Regions from separate parts of the Mus musculus genome. Here all the other regions are linked to region 4. The links are chromatin contacts, called in public ChIA-PET, Hi-C, HiChIP or PLAC-seq and promoter capture Hi-C maps. All regions are on one chromosome and are shown on one strand. The core of a region is the stretch at or near the end of the contact, and the rest is flanking DNA. Distances in the headings are between cores, read along the strand shown.

The links. Promoter capture Hi-C pulls out the DNA fragments that hold promoters and counts their contacts. A called contact is a pair of places that touch in the nucleus more often than the background predicts. ChIA-PET counts read pairs in DNA pulled down with a chosen protein or histone mark. HiChIP or PLAC-seq counts read pairs in DNA pulled down with a chosen protein or histone mark.
Region 1: a contact with region 4 is called in an RNA polymerase II ChIA-PET map of memory CD8 T cells, with 219 read pairs. The contact joins the enhancer-like site here to the promoter of Bcl6 in region 4. A contact is called at or near these places in 5 of 39 promoter capture datasets (the C10 cell line, hippocampal neurons, liver and 2 more), 3 of 15 datasets of contacts at CTCF or cohesin (the NIH/3T3 cell line, large pre-B cells and pro-B cells), 11 of 484 Hi-C or Micro-C datasets (the AML12 cell line, CD8 T cells, Th1 cells and 7 more), 35 of 115 datasets of contacts at active chromatin or transcription factors (the 230-238 cell line, the SCID.adh cell line, T-cell acute lymphoblastic leukemia and 29 more) and 3 of 9 other capture datasets (adipose tissue, embryonic stem cells and liver).
Region 2: a contact with region 4 is called in an H3K4me3 HiChIP or PLAC-seq map of bone marrow-derived macrophages, with 18 times the contacts expected there. The contact joins the enhancer-like site here to the promoter of Bcl6 in region 4. A contact is called at or near these places in 21 of 39 promoter capture datasets (the 3T3-L1 cell line, 3T3-L1-derived adipocytes, the C10 cell line and 14 more), 4 of 15 datasets of contacts at CTCF or cohesin (large pre-B cells, pro-B cells, stem cell-derived epiblast-like cells and 1 more), 37 of 484 Hi-C or Micro-C datasets (the 63-12 cell line, B cells, the BV-2 cell line and 22 more), 39 of 115 datasets of contacts at active chromatin or transcription factors (the 230-238 cell line, CD8 T cells, the NIH/3T3 cell line and 29 more) and 3 of 9 other capture datasets (adipose tissue, embryonic stem cells and pancreatic islet).
Region 3: a promoter capture Hi-C map of hippocampal neurons shows a contact between it and region 4, with 25 times the contacts expected there. The contact joins the enhancer-like site here to the promoter of Bcl6 in region 4. A contact is called at or near these places in 16 of 39 promoter capture datasets (the 3T3-L1 cell line, the C10 cell line, the HPC-7 cell line and 12 more), 2 of 15 datasets of contacts at CTCF or cohesin (the NIH/3T3 cell line and large pre-B cells), 9 of 484 Hi-C or Micro-C datasets (CD4 T cells, bone marrow-derived macrophages, cerebral cortex and 4 more), 39 of 115 datasets of contacts at active chromatin or transcription factors (the 230-238 cell line, DN3 thymocytes, the NIH/3T3 cell line and 29 more) and 4 of 9 other capture datasets (adipose tissue, embryonic stem cells, macrophages and 1 more).
Region 5: a Hi-C map of CD4 T cells shows a contact between it and region 4, with 5 times the contacts expected there. The contact joins the enhancer-like site here to the promoter of Bcl6 in region 4.
Region 6: a contact with region 4 is called in an H3K27ac HiChIP or PLAC-seq map of the NIH/3T3 cell line, with 8 times the contacts expected there. The contact joins the enhancer-like site here to the promoter of Bcl6 in region 4. A contact is called at or near these places in 9 of 39 promoter capture datasets (the 3T3-L1 cell line, 3T3-L1-derived adipocytes, cranial neural crest and 4 more), 2 of 15 datasets of contacts at CTCF or cohesin (large pre-B cells and pro-B cells), 5 of 484 Hi-C or Micro-C datasets (the 63-12 cell line, adipose-derived mesenchymal stem cells, bone marrow-derived macrophages and 2 more), 33 of 115 datasets of contacts at active chromatin or transcription factors (the 230-238 cell line, the NIH/3T3 cell line, the SCID.adh cell line and 23 more) and 5 of 9 other capture datasets (adipose tissue, embryonic stem cells, liver and 2 more).
Region 7: an H3K4me3 HiChIP or PLAC-seq map of bone marrow-derived macrophages shows a contact between it and region 4, with 14 times the contacts expected there. The contact joins the enhancer-like site here to the promoter of Bcl6 in region 4. A contact is called at or near these places in 12 of 39 promoter capture datasets (the 3T3-L1 cell line, embryonic stem cells, hematopoietic stem and progenitor cells and 6 more), 3 of 15 datasets of contacts at CTCF or cohesin (CD8 T cells, large pre-B cells and pro-B cells), 15 of 484 Hi-C or Micro-C datasets (the AML12 cell line, B cells, the C3H10T1/2 cell line and 12 more), 34 of 115 datasets of contacts at active chromatin or transcription factors (the 230-238 cell line, DN3 thymocytes, the NIH/3T3 cell line and 25 more) and 2 of 9 other capture datasets (embryonic stem cells and pancreatic islet).

Annotation. Positions count from the first base shown.
Region 1 is chr16:24,703,045-24,705,744 of GRCm38.p6, reverse strand. All of the region lies in intron 7 of Lpp (LIM domain containing preferred translocation partner in lipoma), which reads right to left. Among named protein-coding and RNA genes, the nearest start is that of Mir28a, 120 kb to the left of the region's middle. Within about 2 kb of position 1,299, at least 21 of the 459 cell types and tissues checked have an H3K27ac peak or open chromatin away from gene starts, as enhancers often do. A contact at or near this core is called in CD8 T cells, Th1 cells, Th17 cells and 4 more, where this site is marked.
Region 2 is chr16:24,640,281-24,642,980 of GRCm38.p6, reverse strand. The region is part of intron 5 of Lpp (LIM domain containing preferred translocation partner in lipoma); the gene reads right to left. Among named protein-coding and RNA genes, the nearest start is that of Mir28a, 190 kb to the left of the region's middle. Within about 2 kb of position 1,435, at least 25 of the 459 cell types and tissues checked have an H3K27ac peak or open chromatin away from gene starts, as enhancers often do. A contact at or near this core is called in B cells, CD8 T cells, Th1 cells and 7 more, where this site is marked.
Region 3 is chr16:24,541,737-24,544,436 of GRCm38.p6, reverse strand. All of the region lies in intron 3 of Lpp (LIM domain containing preferred translocation partner in lipoma), which reads right to left. Among named protein-coding and RNA genes, the nearest start is that of Gm24440, 140 kb to the right of the region's middle. Within about 2 kb of position 1,401, at least 24 of the 459 cell types and tissues checked have an H3K27ac peak or open chromatin away from gene starts, as enhancers often do. A contact at or near this core is called in SST interneurons, adipose tissue, cortical neurons and 2 more, where this site is marked.
Region 4 is chr16:23,987,414-23,990,113 of GRCm38.p6, reverse strand. It overlaps Bcl6 (B cell leukemia/lymphoma 6), which reads left to right and starts at 1,262. Exons shown (of 10, transcript NM_009744.4): 1 at 1,262-1,539. Gm31527 (a long non-coding RNA gene) reads right to left here and starts at 1,847. Exons shown (of 2, transcript XR_384770.3): 1 at 886-1,847.
Region 5 is chr16:23,285,317-23,288,016 of GRCm38.p6, reverse strand. The region is part of intron 2 of St6gal1 (beta galactoside alpha 2,6 sialyltransferase 1); the gene reads right to left. Among named protein-coding and RNA genes, the nearest start is that of Gm30814, 40 kb to the left of the region's middle. Within about 2 kb of position 1,371, at least 46 of the 459 cell types and tissues checked have an H3K27ac peak or open chromatin away from gene starts, as enhancers often do.
Region 6 is chr16:24,677,872-24,680,571 of GRCm38.p6, reverse strand. All of the region lies in intron 6 of Lpp (LIM domain containing preferred translocation partner in lipoma), which reads right to left. Among named protein-coding and RNA genes, the nearest start is that of Mir28a, 150 kb to the left of the region's middle. Within about 2 kb of position 1,436, at least 28 of the 459 cell types and tissues checked have an H3K27ac peak or open chromatin away from gene starts, as enhancers often do. A contact at or near this core is called in the 63-12 cell line, the NIH/3T3 cell line and embryonic fibroblasts, where this site is marked.
Region 7 is chr16:24,598,663-24,601,362 of GRCm38.p6, reverse strand. The region is part of intron 4 of Lpp (LIM domain containing preferred translocation partner in lipoma); the gene reads right to left. Among named protein-coding and RNA genes, the nearest start is that of Gm24440, 190 kb to the right of the region's middle. Within about 2 kb of position 1,417, at least 56 of the 459 cell types and tissues checked have an H3K27ac peak or open chromatin away from gene starts, as enhancers often do. A contact at or near this core is called in B cells, CD8 T cells, SST interneurons and 1 more, where this site is marked.

The DNA.
Region 1 (2,700 bases), core at 50-2,549, 720 kb before region 4:
ATCCAGGCTGCTTTCCAATCTGACCCATGCCATTGCTGGCTAGAATCTGTGCCGTCTTTTCTCCTCTATCCCCTAAAATAACAAAAAATTGAAACGTGCCTGTCTGGAACATCCTTTAACATGCATCTAATAGCTTGTTTCAATACAACCTAGGTAGCTGTGCTCCAATGCTACCTCATCTTAAGTGTCTCCCCAGAAACCCCAGAAAAAAACGCAATGACCAGACCATCCCATCCCCTCTATGTTTTACCTTCAACTTTCTCTCTACCACTTAGTTAGACTTTAGTACATAATTGTCTGCTTTTGAATCCTCTCCCACAGGAAAATGAACCCTTTAAGGACGTACATTTCACTTTATTTGTGATTGTACCCTCACCATCCAGAAAACATTCAACAATGTCCACTAAGTACCTCATAAAAAGAGATAAATGAGTCCTTCGGTTACTTCTCTTGCAATTCCAGAAATAAGATGTGAGTAGAAGAATTTAATAGCATAAAAAGTCACATAGCAATGCAATCACCTTTAGAAGAGAGTTGCAGTTTTACTCAATAAAGGTAAAATATTATATGTTACCATCGATTTGGATTGTGAGTAATAGAATATAAAACTTGGACTCAGCTGTGCTGGACTGGAATGAGAGTAAGTAGGTGATGCAGGCTTTGTTCCCGGCACTGCCCCTTGTGGGCCTCGGGCAGCAGAGAGAACTCCACACATGTGGGACTTCCTACTTCTGGGATTTGGTATAAATTCAACTACCACTCATTCAAAAGATAGTGTCTCGGGGTTTGTTTACAGGACATATTTCACTGTTGTCAACTCTATTCGCAAGTTTAGAAAGGAGTCACATTTGAAATTGTGTGGCATTTCCAGAAAACATTATGCCACATCACTAACACAGAAAGTAGGCATAGCAGGTTCTTCCTCTTCACACACCAGTGGGTGTGAGATATCATCAACTACAACATAGAAGGGAAAGTAGTCAGGATGCTAAGCTCTTCCAGAAAAAAAAAAAGCACCCCATTCACACATGAAGATACATGGCAGTTTTCCTTTAATGCACACACTTCCAATGCTTGCTACACCAGCTCGCAGATATAAGGGATTGATACTCTGTGTTCTCCTGAGTAGTAGAGGTGACCTTTCAAAAGCCACCCCTCCTCATCCCCCAGCCTGCAATCCCATGGAGATCAAAGCCAGCTTGCTATTATGCAGTAACATTTCTGTGATCAGATACAGTGTGGGCTCTACAATTCTATGTATGTCAAGACATTTTCACATAAGTGACTCACTCGGTAGAGGCTCCGGCAGGGCACACCACACTCACACCTTCTCTTTTGAGGTTGAGCCCACCTCAGGAGAGTTACAAGAGAACATCCTGTTTAGCTGATCTGCTCTGCAACTCAACAGTGTAACTGGACTTGACTTAACAATACATCTTCTCTTCCATAATCTATCACAAAAATCTTTCCATCTATTTCTGTTCTCCAGCTCATATGTATGACAAGTCAGTCTTAGACAAGCATACACGTTAATCACCTATTCTTACATTAAAGGCACCAGGAAACAGAGGTGATGATTAGACTTCCTAAATATGTTCACAATTCCAGGGAGAATGGGTACTGCTCCTGGGGTGAATATCTGAAGGTCTATGCTGGCTCAGTCACTGTACATCAGCTCCAGGAAGCACCACAACGTGGGCTGCACTGTAACTGAGGCACATAATCGTGCTGTTCTTGGGCAGGCTACAAGCGGCTTGAAAAAGCTAGGGCAACTTTTCACAGGTCGATAATATGATTGGCCTATGTCTTAGTGAACACTACCATGGTCTATAAACTGGAAGCTTGGTAAATGTGATACTCTTGAGCTGGGAATCTTTAGAAGGTGGATCTTGTGAAAAAAGCAGATTATGAAATGAATGCTCATGGAGGCAAACCTTGCCTTCTGATATATGCATATGAGGACACTCTTCCCATGATGCCATTTGCCTTGAAGTAAGGGCAGAAAAACTTGGCTGTTAACAGAGCCATATTGCTTGAATGTCAACCTCCAAGAATTTTTATTTTAGCTCCAGGTCTTTTGTTACAGTAATAAAACATACTAATAACAACCAACAACAACAAAATTCAGAAAGGCTTTAGACCTTGAGTAGTATTCCCATCAGGGCAAAACCAAAGCAAGGAGAAAGAATAAAATAATGATGTGAACATTTACAACATACAAGATACTGAAATGTGTTCCAAGAACAGGTAACCACTGTACTTCATTTCCCGTGGAAACCGCTACAAATCACTGTTGGCTAGCAAGGACCTGCTACTGACCTTAATGAGATATTACACAACAGACTGCATATGTCTGCACTAAATGAATGAATTCCCTGTTACTATCAACATAAACTCAGGATGTATTACCTAAAGGAAAAAGCCTACTTCCTGTCTGAACACTTCATCTCTTTTTGAAATGTACCATTTTAGAAGAGTATAAAGCTGCTTTTCTGGGCTTATGATGGGTAAAATAACAACCTAGTAATAGTCAAATTGTAACTTCTAGATCTTGTGGACAAATTTCTTTATTTGCCAGAATAAACGCTGAAGATGTGGTTAACCATAAACAATCTGAGATGAAGACAAAGACCTGAATTACCCAGGTAGACCTAATCTAATCACACAAGGCCCCCAAAGCAGAAATACTCCCTGTATAAT
Region 2 (2,700 bases), core at 186-2,685, 650 kb before region 4:
GTATGCCTCAGACTGGATTGGAACGAGGCTATGATATAGAAATCTTCTGAGGACAGGGGTCTTAACATTCTAGGATTCCCAACAACTTCTCATCCCAAGCCAGCAGGGGCATAAACATGAGAAGGACACATTTCTAGAAACAGCACTCCTGACAAAGCTCTCAAACACCTGTGGCCTTTGTTTCTCTGATATTCTAGGGATTGGGCGGTGTTGTACTCTTAATCCTCTCGGTTATAAAACAAGTCTAAGTGTTGATCTTCTGTGCCAGCGAGGATTTATCCTACAGAGTTTTCTGTTTTGTTTTGGTTTTTGGTGCCTACGTTAAAAAAAAAAACAAAAAACAAAAAACGAAAGTATCTTGAAAACAAAGTATCTCAGTATCTTATTGATTACCAATACAGGCCAATATTGTTTGAACTAAGCTTAGAGAAAGCAGTAAGACACACCTGAAGACTGGTTCCTCCAGTTCCCTAACTGTCCTCTATGGAGTCCATTCTATCGCCACTGGACAATACAAATTTGTTTTAAATGGGATGTTCTAAACAGCCCAGCATGCGATGAGCATGGGAGTCATCGCCTAAAACACAGAGAGTCGATGGAACTAATTGTAAATTCTACTTCATGTTAATTCATATAAATTAGATATAAACTAAAACTCAAAATCATGACTAGCAGCTAGCATATCACATGTCAGGGAATTATCTCTACTACATAAAGAAGATGACTCATTCCATTTTCCAAGGACAAAATTCATGTTTGGAAAGTATGAAACTCAACCCGTTTTTTGTCAAAATTTCAGTATCAGAGAGTATATAGAAGAAACCCCCAAGGCATGAGCAGATTCACAGATTTCTCATCATTTGAATAAGGAGATGCCAATAGGGAAAATAATCAGGTTTTACATATTCCCAACACCTCAACTCAGATACTGGGTTAAAGGTACTCACAAGTGAGGGCCAGGAACTAGGAAAGGGAATTATTACACAGGGAAACACTGTTTTATGTTTTGTTTTGTTTTGTTTTGTTTTTGTGTGTTGTTGTTATTTAGAAAAAAAAGGGCAGTGCTACAGAAAGCCCCGAGTGTTAGTGCTACCCTGCCAAGGATGTTTCATGAGGACATTCTGGGGAGCAAGTGGCTGACATGGCTTCTCAGGGGAGTTTATTACTGATGAGGCCATATGTTAAGGTTCCACAGTCCGCATTACCAAACAGCAGGGGCAGAGGAGCAGTGTCTCTATTCTGAACACAGGTAGGGCCACAGAACACACTAATACCCCCGAGGAGGCAGGGACCCAGCACAGTGAGGCATAGCAGAAAGTGAGGCTCTTCACTAGTAAAGAAACTGCAGGGAAGGCAGGGCAAATGCAACCGGAAAGGTTAAGAGTTATGCAGGCATAGCAGGTGTGAGGGGAACAGACGTACAGTGAACACACAGGAAGAGAGGCAGTGTGAGCTACTGAGTCAGCACATGGCACACGGGAAGTCATTTCAAATCCACTTAGACCTTCAACCTCCATCAACAGATTAATAACTTCAAAGCAAATTGAAATGAACTTGATTATACTTGCAAATTACAGCAAAATTAAAAGACACCCCAAATGTAAAGGTAACACTAGTATATATGCGCATAATACATAAAATTCAAAAACGCTAACAGAATCACACACACTCACACACACACACAGACACACACACACACACACAAAGTTAATGCTGTTTGGATAAGATGTGAGTTACCTGATTAGGCAATTGTTTGTTTTAAAAAAAAAAAAATCCTATCATGGGACAAGGGAAAATAAAGCCAGAATTGTGACATGCCAACTAATTCACTCTGTGTGCAGAAAGTCACTTCATCAAGCTGCTGCAATGAAACTGCCACCCATCTCTTCAGCAGCAGCTCCTTGACACAAGCAAAGGAGACGTGAGTATGAGAGAGAACCGTGAGAAACTGGCACCTAATACAGAACAGGGACACATAACCAGGGATCTCTTTAGCTTACAAGGAGATCCATGCAACAGAACACCCATGCATCTGATCAGAGGACCCAAGTAAGCCAGGGTTATGGATCTATTAGGAACAACTGGGTGTAAGGATCTAGAATCAGGCTTAATGGGAAATGTCATCTCATTTCCGGTGGTCTGTTAGGCAGATAAGCCCTTTGGACAAATATTTTAAGGTTTTCCCTTATCATGGTGCCATCATCTGAGTGGGAAATGTCTCCACAGAATCATTCTTGAACCCTTTGCTTCACTTTATCGGGATTTTGAAGCTATAGAGCTGTGAGGAACTGAGACCTGACTGATGGAAGACATGGTTATGTTCTACCTCTGTGCGCCTCGTGGTCAGCAACATGGAAAGGCCTGTATCCCATGATGCACAGCCACAGGCTGAGCTGCCCCACTATGCCTTCCCAGCCCTAAAGAATGGCAAGCCTCCCTGGGATGCTATGAGTCAAGTTGTTACAAAAAGTGGTCACAATGACACAGGAGGAACTAAAAGCATACTTCTACAAAAGCCTGGGAAACTCAGCGCCGTGTGAGCAGGGAAAGTGGGGACCCACATTAACTCTTCTTGCTTCCCCAAGTGGATCACTGAGAACACCCTTGCTCAGGAAGCTTTTATGAAGATGTAATGAGACCACAGCAATCAATGCTATGCTATGCTATGCTATGCTATGCTATGCTATGCTATGCTATGCT
Region 3 (2,700 bases), core at 152-2,651, 550 kb before region 4:
GAGTACATTTCTTTAGATTCTAAAACCAGGAGGAGAAAAATATTTGCTACCTGTTTATCCTTAGGGAACTGCTATTTCACAGGCCCTCTAAAACAACTACTCTATATAAACTCCCCATGCAATAGACCATTGCTTAATAAAACTATCCTACACTGTTTATCTTCCTAGAAACACTTGTTACACATCCACCCTGATCAGAATACAGTTGCCAGTATTAACATAGCTATCCTCATGTTCATGATTCAGAGCCTGCTTTCTTATTGTAAAGTAAGAATGTTGAAGATGCCTTGTAAGATGCAATGCAGAGCCAATGAATAACACCAGAGAACCAATGTGGAAACACTCATCGTATCATGCCCATTGCTATTTTATCTAAGATATTTCTTACCAAGAAAGCTTATATTCAATGTTCTCAAAACAGATCAAGACTGTCTAACTATAATCAGAGGTTCAAAATGTGCTTCAATTGTGGACACACTGAGTTAGATACAGAAGAGAAACCTATTACTTTATGGAACAAAAATATTCCGAGAGAACAAGGATGGTCCAGGAGCAGTGATTTCTCAACTCAAGAGCAGAAGACTTACAATTTAGCCAGAAATGAAACCAGGATTTTGACGATGACCCAGCAACTAAGAATGTTCCACAGCTGATGTGGTCTAGTGAGCACGGAGCTCAAAACCATGGTCTTACTCAGCCCTGCACTGAGAAGAGAAAGGAGGAGAAGGAATTGAGGATCCAACCAAGTTCACAGAGAAGGCAGAACTTTTCTCCCCTCTCCTTTGACTAAAAACGTCTTTTTCAACAACAACCCTATACTTCTTTTTAAATCCAAAAAGAATAAGATGAAGGAACGTAAGGATGCTTCTGTATCCAAGGTCAGAGCCAAAGACAAAAAGATGTTCTCATTTTTCTAAGAATAGATTATAAGCAGAAAAGTGAGGACGAGAACCCTGATAAATTCCCTAGATTAGAAACACAATGCTGCGGAAGAGACTCTACAAAAGTCACACAGAATTCATAGATAAATACAAAAGGAGGTAATCATTAAAGTAATTATATCACTCAGGTGTAATTTCACTTGTAAAGGAAAAAGCACAGCGACCCCTTTATTTGACTTTTCCTCATTAACTGAAAGTAGAATCAGTTCAGCTAGCATTGCCTCCATAGCATGATGGGGCCTCAAGGGCTGAGTTAACAGGATGATACATTAGACTTGTAGACTAATGTATGGAAACGATCATCCCCCTTAACAGCACTTGGATCTTCAATCAGGAAATTCAATTTTAGCTGCAAAACTATGTTTTGGCAAAAGTGCAATTGAACTCAGTGTACTTGTCACATTTCTAAATATACTCCGGTCACCATGACAACAGGGGAGACTGATGGATTGCTTAAAAGAGTACGGTATATTTAATTGTCAGCATTTTAAACTGACTCAGAAAAAAATGCTGTGTGATGGGTCTACTCACCATGGTTACTGCTGGCTAAGTCCATAGTAATAAAAGGTTCTTATACGCACATCACCAATGTGCGCAAAACGAACGTAAAAGTCAGAAGGTCTGATATTTCTAGCCACACGAAACATCCAACTGGAGGTATAGAAAGTGTTTGTTCCCAGCCAAGTACCATTCAAGAACATCCCACCAAGATCAGCCAGGTAAATCCCGGATCTTCATCTATAACCAGAGGCAGAAAAGCAAGTTCTAGAACAGACCTCAACACCCCTATTAAACTAAAGAGGAAAAAAAGTTGATTGTTTCTTCGGGATATACCTAGAATCAGTGATGACAGAGGTTCTGTTTCATGTAGAGCTGTTTTCAAGTGGCATTCTCTTGGATCCAACCGCTTTCTAATCAAAGCTTCCTAAGAGAAAGTAACTACAGTAGGGGATTTTCTACAAGGTAGGGTATAGATGTAGTAAGCAGACGGGGGTCCTACCCTGAAGGATCTGACAGTCTAAAACAAGAGGAAGATAAAAATATAGATTAGCAATCTATCAATGAGAATGAAATGACCGAGTTCATTGATCATCTGGTTATTGCACTAAGGAACAAGCATTTAGATTACGGTAGTCTTAAGCAGACTATTAAAAAAAACGAGGTGAAAAATCAAAATATATTAACAGTTCAGAGCTAAAGGAAGAATTCTGTGAACAAAAATTACTAAACTATAGAAATATAGGTTCTGTTCTTCAATGATATTTTATTACTATACAAGTATATAGGTTCTATCCAGGGTAGGAGACTTTCACAATGAATATTTCATCTAGATAAAAGTCTAGAGCCATGGGAAATGGTTATGGTTATAGATAATAACAAAAACAACAGTCATTTGTTAAGTGCTTATTTTCTGCCAGTTTTATGTACTGTCTTCTAATCTGATAAGAAATTCACTTTTATTTAACAAATGGCAGGTTGATGCTCACAGACATTACATAACATTTGGAATCACATCTGTATCAGTCGGACTCCTTTATGCAGGGAACACAAAAGGCATGAGCCTATCTTGCACTCTGCCTAGGGGCCAATGGCATGCTCGCTAGGGACACTAAGCTTCAAAGCAGGGCTTCTTTTTTACTGTATGTGAGATGATGGATTCTTATGCAGAGTCTAGCAGCAGGAGAGGGACTGACTGAAGGCAGAATAGCTGCTTTAGAGGAAGCTGGCATTCACTTTATACCTAGAACACGGCTTGAGT
Region 4 (2,700 bases), core at 13-2,512:
AGGGAAAGAAAGATTCCGCTCCTCTCCTCCCCTCAGCTCTGCTCCAAAGCCTAGAGGACCCGGCTGCGAGCAGTGCGCCTAGTGTAGCACAGCCTGTACTCAATACGCGCAGTATCTGTGATCCTGGCAGCCAGGCCTTTAGAATTCCCTCAGGCTGATCCCTTCAACACATACTGAAGAGATTTTTTTTCCTTTCTCCCGACGACCTTGAAACGAACCCAGTGGGGGTTTAAAAAAAAGGGTGGGGGGAATGTTCAAGACCTTAAGAAAATAGCAAAATACAAACATGTATTTGGCTTCACAGAATGTTGTAACAGGCAAACATTACACGTACCCACACACACATTTCTAGCATCAAGAAATTTCCTGAGAGTCAACAGTAACAGAGTAAACCCACCACTCGCTGTCCTGGAAAGAAACAAACCAAACCAATCCAAATCCTTTTACATCTCTTTCAAGTGCAGGAAAGCTTCAGCAAAAGTCCAAGAGGAAAAGGAAATTGTACCAAGGGCGGCTGGGGGGCGGGCGGGGGGGGCGGGCGGGGAGCGGTGGTGGTGTTGGAGGTTGGGGCTGTCATATGTGGCCAAAAATGTAAGCTTCTGTCAATGGTATTAGGTTGAAATATTGCACCTTTAGAGAGAGAGAGAGATAGAGAGAGAGAGAGAGAGAAAGCGAGAACGCAGGGAGACAATAAAACCAACGAATGACAGTCCCGACGATTTACATAACACCACAAACTTGCAAAAGGCAAAAATCAGAAGCGGAAAAAAAACCCCACCTAAATCATTAAAATACAACAGGAGCATCCCAAGCCACCATCCCCAAAGGACCCCCCCCCCGCCCCAACATAATTGTCCCAAATAAAAAGAAAACAAATGAACCCACCGAAAACTGCTTGGCAAATATTTTTCTCGTGGTGCCTAATACTCTAGCTGGAAGGAGCTGTGGTATTTATTGTTTTCTCCCTCCCTCGTCTCTCTAAACCTGCCTCTAACACACTTGTTCTAACGGCTCAACTCTCTCGCTCCCTTTTGTGTATTTAGCTCGAGGAGCCGAGTTTATGGGTAGGAGAGGAAGAATTAGCCCCAGACCCCGGGAAAGCAAAGCGCACTCTCCCTCTTATGTCACCGAATAGCAAATTAGTTCTCAGAATTCCAGAGGCCGAGCTTTGCTACAGCGAAGACGCCGACGTCACGGAGCCCACGTGACGGCGGCGGAGCGGGCGGTTCCATCGGTGGCCCGGGGCAGGGAGGGTCGCCTTGTAGCCGCGCGCGCCCGCCTCGGGACCCCCGGTGTTCCGGGCGGCGGTGCTGCGGGAACCACGATCCGCACTATAGGGCGGCGAGCGGCGCGGCCCCGAGGCATTCTGCCGGCCGGGAGGGCGCTGCGGAGCGCGCCGCTGCCACCGAGTCCTCCCCTGCTGCGGAGCAATGGTAAAGCCCGCAGCTCAAATTCCGAGAATTGAGCTCTGTTGATTCTTAGAACTGGGGTTCTTAGAAGTGGTGATGCAAGAAGTTTCTAGGAAAGGCCGGACACCAGGTGATTATTGCTGTTGCTGCCGCCGCCGCTGCCGCTGCCGCCGCCGCCGCTGTTGCCGCTGGTGCCGCTGCCGCCGCCGCTGCTCATGATCATTATTTTACCTTTTAATTCTTTTTTTTTCCGCTTTTGCCAAATGCTTTGGCTCCAAGTTTCCTATGTGTATCTATTGATATAAATGTATCTATTTATTGATTCTAGCTGTCAGGTGTTAAAATAAATGCCGAAGATCAGCCCCACGTCTCTCCCACTGTAGGATCTAGCTTTTCGCATACGTATTCTTCTTCTTCTTCTTCTTCTTCTTCTTCTTCTTCTTTTTTTTTTTTTTTTTTTTTTTTTTTTGCTGTCTTGGAGCGCCTCGGCCGCCTCGGGGAGGCTGTGCCGCCCTGCCCGGTGTTGTTTCGGTGTTTGGAGACGCAGGGGCGCGGGGCGGCGGGCGCTGGGTTGCGCGGCCTGGGAGGGCGGACCGCGGCGGCCCCGCCGGCTTCGCGCGGCTTGGCTTGCTTTCTCTGCTCGCTTGCAAACTGCCTTCCCCGCCGCTGCCTCCCTCCCCGCTCAGTTCTCCCGGTGCCCGCGTTGGCGGCCGTCCACCGGCCCCGGCCCCGGCCCCGGCCCCGCACAGTCCCTGCCTTGCACCCGAGCCGGGAGTCAGCGGGGGGAATGCAAGCCAACTCCTCGGCTGGTTGTTTTATTTTCCCTTTTCTTTTTGGTCATAAAGCCAGATGAAGTATCGTGTCTGCAGTTTCCTTTGAGAGCCGTGATCTTCCCAAGGAGAGACAGTGTTTTGGGAAGGCTTCGCTTGCACGGGGGGCGGGGACGTTGAATACTTTGAAAATTACTCTTTCTTGGTTGGAGTCGAGGCAGTCGGGAACCCGGGTGCGCTCGGTCTGCCCAGCCCGAGGAAGGAGGCTTGAAGGCGGGACAGGGATTTTGGGGGAGGGTGGGAGAGGGGTGCGCGGTTTTTTTGTTTTTTGTTTTTTGTTTTTTTTGCACCTGCGGCGCTTTCAGCGTGCGGGACCCGGGGGGGTCTTGGCCAGCCAGCCCGGAGCTCCGGAGAGGTGGCGGGATTTCTGGCGGCCGCGGTGTTTGTATTTTGGGTGCTGCGTGACTGCGTTGGCTCTCAGCGGTAGTTCCCTCCCTTTCCTAAATTTAATTTCATTTTTC
Region 5 (2,700 bases), core at 122-2,621, 700 kb after region 4:
CCTTCTCAGCCCACCTGTGACTGGCGTCAACTGACCTTACCTTATGAGGCTCCATTTCCTAAGCTACTAGGTAATTAGTTCAGTTCTGCGCATGGTGTTGAGGGATGAGAAGCCATGTATGCAAAATGCTAAGAACGTGCCATGCTGTTTTCCCTGGCCACGTGTGGCTATTCAAACTGATGTGTGCTAGCAGGAACAACGTGCTCACCAGAATTCCAAGATTTCCCATGGAAAGAGGAATCGAAAATACCTGGTTAATAATAATTACATTGATCATGTAATAAAGTAATATTCCAAACACATTGGGTTAAATAAAACATTATCTACATTAATTTTACCCACCTTAAAAAAAAACTTTATAATGAGGCTATTGCAAATTAGCAACATAAACACAGCCCACATCCGTGGCTTGCTGTTGCCGTCAGAGAGCACAGGCTTGGGACAGAGTGACATCTTCAGAGTTATTAGTTCCTTCTCTGTTCTTCCCCCCTGCTTACTGTCCACAAGAACAGCTCAGCATTCTCAGAGCATGGAAAGCTTAGTCACCATTGCTGTGTTGGGTGAGTGGTTCTCCTTTCCAGCTGCAGCGTACCACCCAGAGACACATGATGGAGACCAGAAAGAAAACTAGACCTGCACGAAGGGGCTCCAGCTCTCTACCATGGTTACTGACCATCATCCTAATGCTGCATTCTTGAGGCACAGCTCTGTCATTTACAAAACGAAAGGTCATGAGACTTTATTCTGTTGATGACAAACTGTACACGTGGTGCTCCATGATAAACTGCAAAGGACTCTAGACAGGATTTAAAAGTGTCACTTGAACATTCATACTATTTTCTACATTTGGGGTCTCTAAAAACAGATCTTCCCCCAAGAATCCATCTCCACCTTCCTGCGGGAAGCCTGTTAAACTACATTGTGCTGGGAAAGAGGCAGGCCTGAAGGAGCTCCTGGAGAAATAGCCTCGCAACAAAATTGAAAAGTGGAGGGTACCAGCAAAGACAACAGGGAGGACTCCAGGCCACACACTTTGACAAAGAAGAGGATGCCAAGGTCCCAGCAAGCAATCGTAGAATCCCTGGCATTTGACCAGTGTGCCGGAGGCAGTGGTGGCTGCTCAGTATAAAGTGTATGGCGAGCTGTGTCTGGCCTCAGGCCCCCCCCCCCTGCCTGTGCTGTTCCAGGCTCCTCCAGCTTCTCTCACAGTCCACTCAGGGACTTGCATGGTCAGTTCTTGTGTGTGCGTGGAGTACCACCTGTGACATGTGTGGTTCGAACCGCAGCTATTTTCACAGAGGAACTGGTGGATGTAGGAACTCCTGTCTCAAAACATCCTGTTCCTGCCAGGTGTGGTACCACCTGTCACCCCACCCCTCCAGCTTCTTACTGCTGAGGCAGCACGTTTATATTTATATTTCAAAGCCAGCCTGGGCTGCATAGTAAAAGTAAAAACATACTTAAAGTAAAAACAGGTAGAGGAAGAGGAGGGGTGGCTATACTAGGCCTCTAGAATTACAGTCAACGTTAGTGGTGAGGATAGTCATATATGCCCACATAGAAACATGCAGATGAGAATGGGCCTGCAGACTGGCCCAGACTCGCGCACACTCTGATCATGCAGCACTGCCTACCCACATGGGAGCAGAGAACTCGTAACTATCATTACGCCCTTATCATGATCAGATCACTAACCATCACAGTAAGGAGCATTTACACAAAGGATGGTGCCAGCGATTTACTAAAGGCCTGCAGGCAAATGGTTCTGCCTCTGAGCACACTGAAGTTCCCAGACAGTGAGTGCTTTTCCCAAAGGCCACACACAGAAAGTGACACAACAGTCACAGCTTACAGTCCTGCCCATCTCCTCAGCACACTGCGAGGGAGAGATGGAGCCTTAAGTAGTTACTTAAGTAGTTACTTCATTGGACACCCTTTGTTTTCTAAAACAGTACCACACACACACACACACCACACATACACTACCTACACAAACACACATACACACACACGTACACACACATGCACACACAAATACACACACACCACACACACGTCTGAATTGTCTAAGATGCAGTGATCATCACCATGGGATACCCATGGGCTGGTATCTACAGTTCTGTAAGACTGTACTGTTGTTGTGCTTCCAGCTTATAAGACCTTCCTTTCATGCTGATATGAAAATAAAAAGTGACTTCACTTAGATTGAAAAAGGTACAAATAACAGAACTAGAATTAGAAGTGGGAGAAAGCATATATTTTTAAAAAGTCTTTAACTGTCAGGCTCATTGGGGTATAATAATGGCTGCTTAGGAATTGAGTCAGACTAGCTGTTCACAAGAAGAGACTCACAAAAGATATGTTCTGGCCCAGTAGTGGTGCTGCACGCCTTTAATCCCAGCACTTGGGAGGCAGAAGCAGGCAGATTTCTGAGTTCGAGGCCAGCCTGGTCTACAGAGTGAGTTCCAGGACAGCCAGAGCTACACAGAGAAATCCTGTCTTGAAAAAACAAACAAACAAACAAACAAACAAACAAACAAAAGATATGTTCTGAACAAAGGCTAATCAAGCAGTGACCACAGAAACCCCAAGGATTTGGGGAGTGCAGATTCCTTTGTGAAGTGTTCCTTGGAGTCTTCCCTAAGGTGCTGATCAAATGCCTGTGGAGGCAGCCTCTAGCCCAAGCTGGAACAGTGAGAA
Region 6 (2,700 bases), core at 187-2,686, 690 kb before region 4:
CCTTTTAACCATTTGGGTAGGGTCCTCCTCATCCCTACAATAAGGTAAGATCGATGAAGCACAGATGGAACTTGTTTTGGACACACTATTTCCCATCATCTTGATCAAGGCCTGAACTTGGTCAATGGTCAATAGGAATTTTCTTAATTTATTGATGAATAATGATACTGTCAATGTTATAAGGATTTTCATTCTGTAACCATTCTTGTATCAACAGTTTTTGGGTAAGGGGCATGAGGTATAATAGGAACCAGTAAGTACTCTAATATATGATCTAAAAATGAAATTAAAAGATTAAAAATATGTGGACCTGGGTATACATTCATTCAAATGGGTATCAGGTTGACTATCATACATCTCAAAGGCTGAAAGACTACCCTAGAACACCTGCCCCAGCCCACACTTGGGAAACAGTGGTAAAAAAAAAAATGTGTTTTATCAGAATCTGAGATTCAGTGTTACTCAACTTTTTAATTTTATATTAGTATTAGAGGTCTGTGTGTGTGTTCATGTGTGTGTATGCACACATGTACTCTCATGTGGGCACATGTGCATAGGCATGCACAAGTCATACCCTGCACTGGAGGTCAGAAGATAACTGTAGAATTGATTACTTCCTTCCGCCTTCATGTGCATTCTGAGGACAGAACGCAGGTCTTCAGACTTGTACAGCAAATACTTTTAACCAGTGATCCATCTTACTGGCCCATGACTAACGTATTAAGGTTATAAAAATACTAATGTGCCCCTCAAAGGGTCAGCTATTTACCCACAATGCAATAGTTTGGGAAACTCAAATTGAAAAGAGAAGGATCCCTTTCATTTCAGAGAGCGAGGAGAACATTCTGCATAACTGAACTACCATCAGGTGAGAAGGCAGGGCACACCACTCCACAGGATGACTACTGAGAACCAAGTGAATTTCCTTTCTTGTCTGAGCCTCTAAAATTATCATAAGCAGAAATTTGAGGAGTGCATCCACACACGCACAGTGAATTGGGGAGGACACTAGATTTGAGTCTGGTTAAATGCTTCCCTGAGCTACAGTTTCTTCATCTGGAAAGAGAAGTGACCATCACCAGCCCTAACTTGGTCAGAGATTACTTAAAGACTCAGATAAGAAAGTGGATGGGAACATACTTGGTAAATTGTAAAGTGCTATAATTACCATGATTTTCATAAACAGCACTAATTATAGCAACCAGTAACTATAAATTAATAGGCATAATATAACTATTGTTAATTCTTCTTCTGGAGGTAAGCATCACTCATTAAGTATTCCCTAGGGGTGCCAGCAAAGAGACAGGATATAATCAGTTCTTCAACTTCTGTACTTTCCTGTAGCACAAAATATACTAACTGCCTATGGCCTGAGTCACAGGATTCTAACCACAAAGATCCAAGTCATAGGATTAACCTGAGCTATACAGTGAAATGACTAATTATGAACTGTGACCAGCCCAAGCTTGTAGACCTCCACTGGCTCCAGTCTCCTATGCTCTTCTGAGAGGTGGAGCTGATCCCCATTTCCCCTTGTCAGACTAGGTTGATGCAATATACCAACAAGTCCCAGCCTCATTCTAGTGGCTTCTGCAGGTACAACCCCCAGCTTCCATACATGACCTCATATCATACCTTTGTGTTTACATTTTGATCCTCATGATGAACAAGGGACAGACCCTTTCCCCCTTCAAGGTGTCTCTTTTGTATCTTGGCTCCACCCCTGGAGTCTGCCCGGGTTCCCACACAAACCCTATTCTTAATAGGCTCATCTACTTTCAGAATTTTCAGATTTATGTCCTCTCTTGCTCTTCACAAAGCACTCCTAAATGCAGCTGAAAGAATCCTACATCCTCACAAACATTCTCACTATGGTTCTGCCTGTCAGCTAATGGTTAAACAGCATACCAGAGGCCAAACAACAATTAGAAGGAGTCCTTGGTGTTTTTCATTAATGTTGGTTCTAGATATCACAAGCACTCAAATTAAGTAACCATTGTAATAACGGTTTTCCACCCTCTCCAGTCATAGCCAGAAAGGTCCCAAGGTGTAAGTCTGGCTTCCCTGAGAAACAATGCTGTCCCAGAAGGCCTACATGCAAGTTAACTGGGAAATTGATCCCCAAAACTCCTGTTGAAGGAGCAGGAGGAATGAGAGCCAATCCACATGGCCAGTCTAAGTGTGGGCCACTCCTCCTGTCTCTAAGGACTGCACGGACCTGTTTTGATGAACACCCATTAGATCTCTCAAGCTTCTACTCTTGTCTACAGCTGCTGTAGGACTTAAAACTTGCCCATGCATCAATCAAGGGATGGAAAGAGTTACAGAGAAGACACAGCACAGACAGTGCTGGTAGCAAAGGACTCCAAGGGTGCCAGTGTGTCATACCCTCACCCGTGCAGAGCTCACAAGAATAAGACAAGAAGACAAAAGCCAGGGCTAAGATGGTATCCACACACTGTACTCCCATAACTGAACTGTCCACACAATGTAACTTCCAGAAGAGTCATTTCCATTACCCCAGACATATATGAAAATAACTAAAGCTCAACAAACTACATTTGGGGAAAAGTGTAATTTTAGGTTGCAATAGTAGAATTATAGGGAGATGACTTCACCCTGGCAAGAATATGAAAACAGACTATGAAAGATAGGTTCTCAACAGAAACATATGGCATGTGAGAGAAATAAGCCAAGCTA
Region 7 (2,700 bases), core at 168-2,667, 610 kb before region 4:
CTGCCTCCCATGCCAGGATCTGAACACAGAGCACTGTGCTTGGTGGGCTGATCCCAGAACTATTGTTACCTTTTTAAATGTAAGGATGTGCTTAGATGTCTCAGGTATAGCCGTTCACCCTGTACTACAGAGCAGTATTTGGCTGGAGGTTGCTTGACCTTCATAGTTCAGAACCAGCTTCCAGCTCAGACAGGAGGCTGCAATGCAACTTTTACACTTAGGGAGCGAATGTCCTTGTCTGACTGTGCCACAGTTGAATGGGGGAGGGGATTCTATACGTGAATCTGCTTACATGAATTTTGAAGAAATCCTGACAAGATAACTATTTAAAAAAACAAGTAAAGTTAGGTCTGGAGATCACAAATCATCTATAATTTTCCTCTCAGCTCATCAGAGGAAGCACAACTCTCTTTTCTCCCTTTCCTTGACACCTGTTTCCTAATTCTCTGACCCTCCCCATTGTGGGAGGAAGTCTCAGATTAATCTCAGTGATTACCAAGGTATCAATCAAGACTTACTGTGTGCAAGTAAATAAGCACGTTAGGCAAACCTTTTCCACGCTGTGGAGGTAAGTCCCTAGCAGCGTAATTACAAAGCAGGTACGCTGCAGCATGTGACGGAAGCGTGGGCAGGCAGCACCGAAGAAGGAGGCGGGCTGAAAATTACACACAATTGCTAGGGAAGCAGCGAACTCAATCATGTTCTGAAGCATCAGGCTACCCAGAGCAGCAAGGGCAAAGCAGGGTCTGCCATGGGCTGAAAATGTCATGTATTCAACTGAACTTCTTTCTCTGGAGAGAGAGACAGCTTTGGAAGAATACTGGCTTCAAGCCCCTCTCCCTACATGGACAGCTGGCATTGCTCAGAGGGAGCAAGGAGAACAACTCCACAGAAATGCCAACCCTTTATATAGGCTCTCTCAAAGACACTGGAAATACTTGAAACAGCACTAGACGTAGACACAGCACACTCGGCAGCAATCGCTCCCTCCGTCACAGAGCGCTCTGACATTAGCCCTTGCACATCTTCCAGCTTCAATACATCTCCTTATCTGTAAACTAAAATTACTTTATTTCCAAAATTCTGTCCAATTCTCATGTCCCACAATTCCCCAAAACTATAGCTGAGTCAACTGAGGATTCCGGTAAGACCATGTTCTAGTTACTAGGAATTCCTAAGTACCCCCACCCCCACCACACCCCAGATGAGGAGGTAAGAGTAAGGAGAGGTAGAGAAAGAGTCCAGACAGACTCTTGACCTGCCTGGCACAAAGGTACTCCTACAGAAAGCAACAATGTAACAATGTGCTTGCTGCCCCTGGCAACACTGTGGCGAGGGGGGGGTGGGGGGACGACGACACACTAAAGGAACCGAGCAGTAACGAAAAAGGAGAAGCATCAGGTCTCAGTGGTCTCAGTGAGTAACTGTGAGTGAGTCACTGTCATCAGAGGGGGCACAGAATAGAGACAGGCCCCATAACACACAGTCCCTTCAAATTCACAGTATCACCGGAAAAAGGAGCTGTGGGGAAACAACACCAAGGAGAATGAGGTCCAGGGCTCCCGAGAAAGCTAGGATAGGGTGGACAAGCCTAGCTGCCCTTATGTTGTCTTAGTAGTCATAGGGAAAGAAAAGATAGTTGACAGCAGACAAGATAAGCTAGAGAGACATAAGAGGTCACTGAGAGTCCCTACACACATCAGGAACTAATGTGTTTCTTCTAATTGGAACGTAACATGAAGAAAACCTCTACAGATTTAGAGAAGGTGAAAGTGCTTACCCAACTTAGCAGAGCAGTTAGGAGGCAGGGAGCAAACCCAAATGCCCTACAAGCAAAGAAAACTCAGAGTGGTAGGTTTCACTAAGCTAGTCAGTAACATAATTGCTTGGTGGATGATAACCAGGCAGACTAGATAAAAGACAACTCTTGGGCCTGGGAGTAAACAGTCTTTCTCTCCCAACAACCTTGGGAAAGATCACAGGGAAAACAGAGCTCCCTGACATTTTGCACTAAATCACATCCAACAGCAATGGCTCCGCCTGATACAGAGAGCAAGAAAACAGCATCGCAGTTTCCCCAGTTCTAAAATAACAAATGGTTTTTACTTTGAATCGCTCCCATAGCATTTTATCCTCTATGATGGACGACATTGCTCGCCTATGCACTGCCCTATGCACACATAAAAATGTGGTCCCGGGGCGGCTTCTTCTAAGTCTCTGATGCAAACAACAGACTTGTATGTGTACATGTATGTGAATGTGTACAACTTGTATGTGTACATGTATGTGAATGTGTATAACTAGAAATAAGGGACAGAGAATAACCTGAGTTTGTCTGCATTCAGGAAATCTACTTCTGAAAGTGGAAACCTGAATATACCTAAGAGGCTGTGTGCCTAATTCACAAAGGTTTTGCCGTTCCAACGGGAAGAGAAAGTGATAATGAGAAAAGTAAACTATATAATCCCTAATAAAGCTCAGGTGTCTCCTCGGTGCTTATCTGGAATCTCTCCTCTTAAACATACCAATAAGTGTTCAGGTCTCCAGGCTAATTGCTGCTCATTCCTCCGTGTTCCCTGAGCAGCATGCTCAAACTTGTCTTAAAGGCACGCTGTAGTGATCTGTTTACAAGTCGGCTGGACCCATTACATAGGCCATGGAATTTTACTAGCATGTGAGGTGCGTTTTAATTGCTTTTAA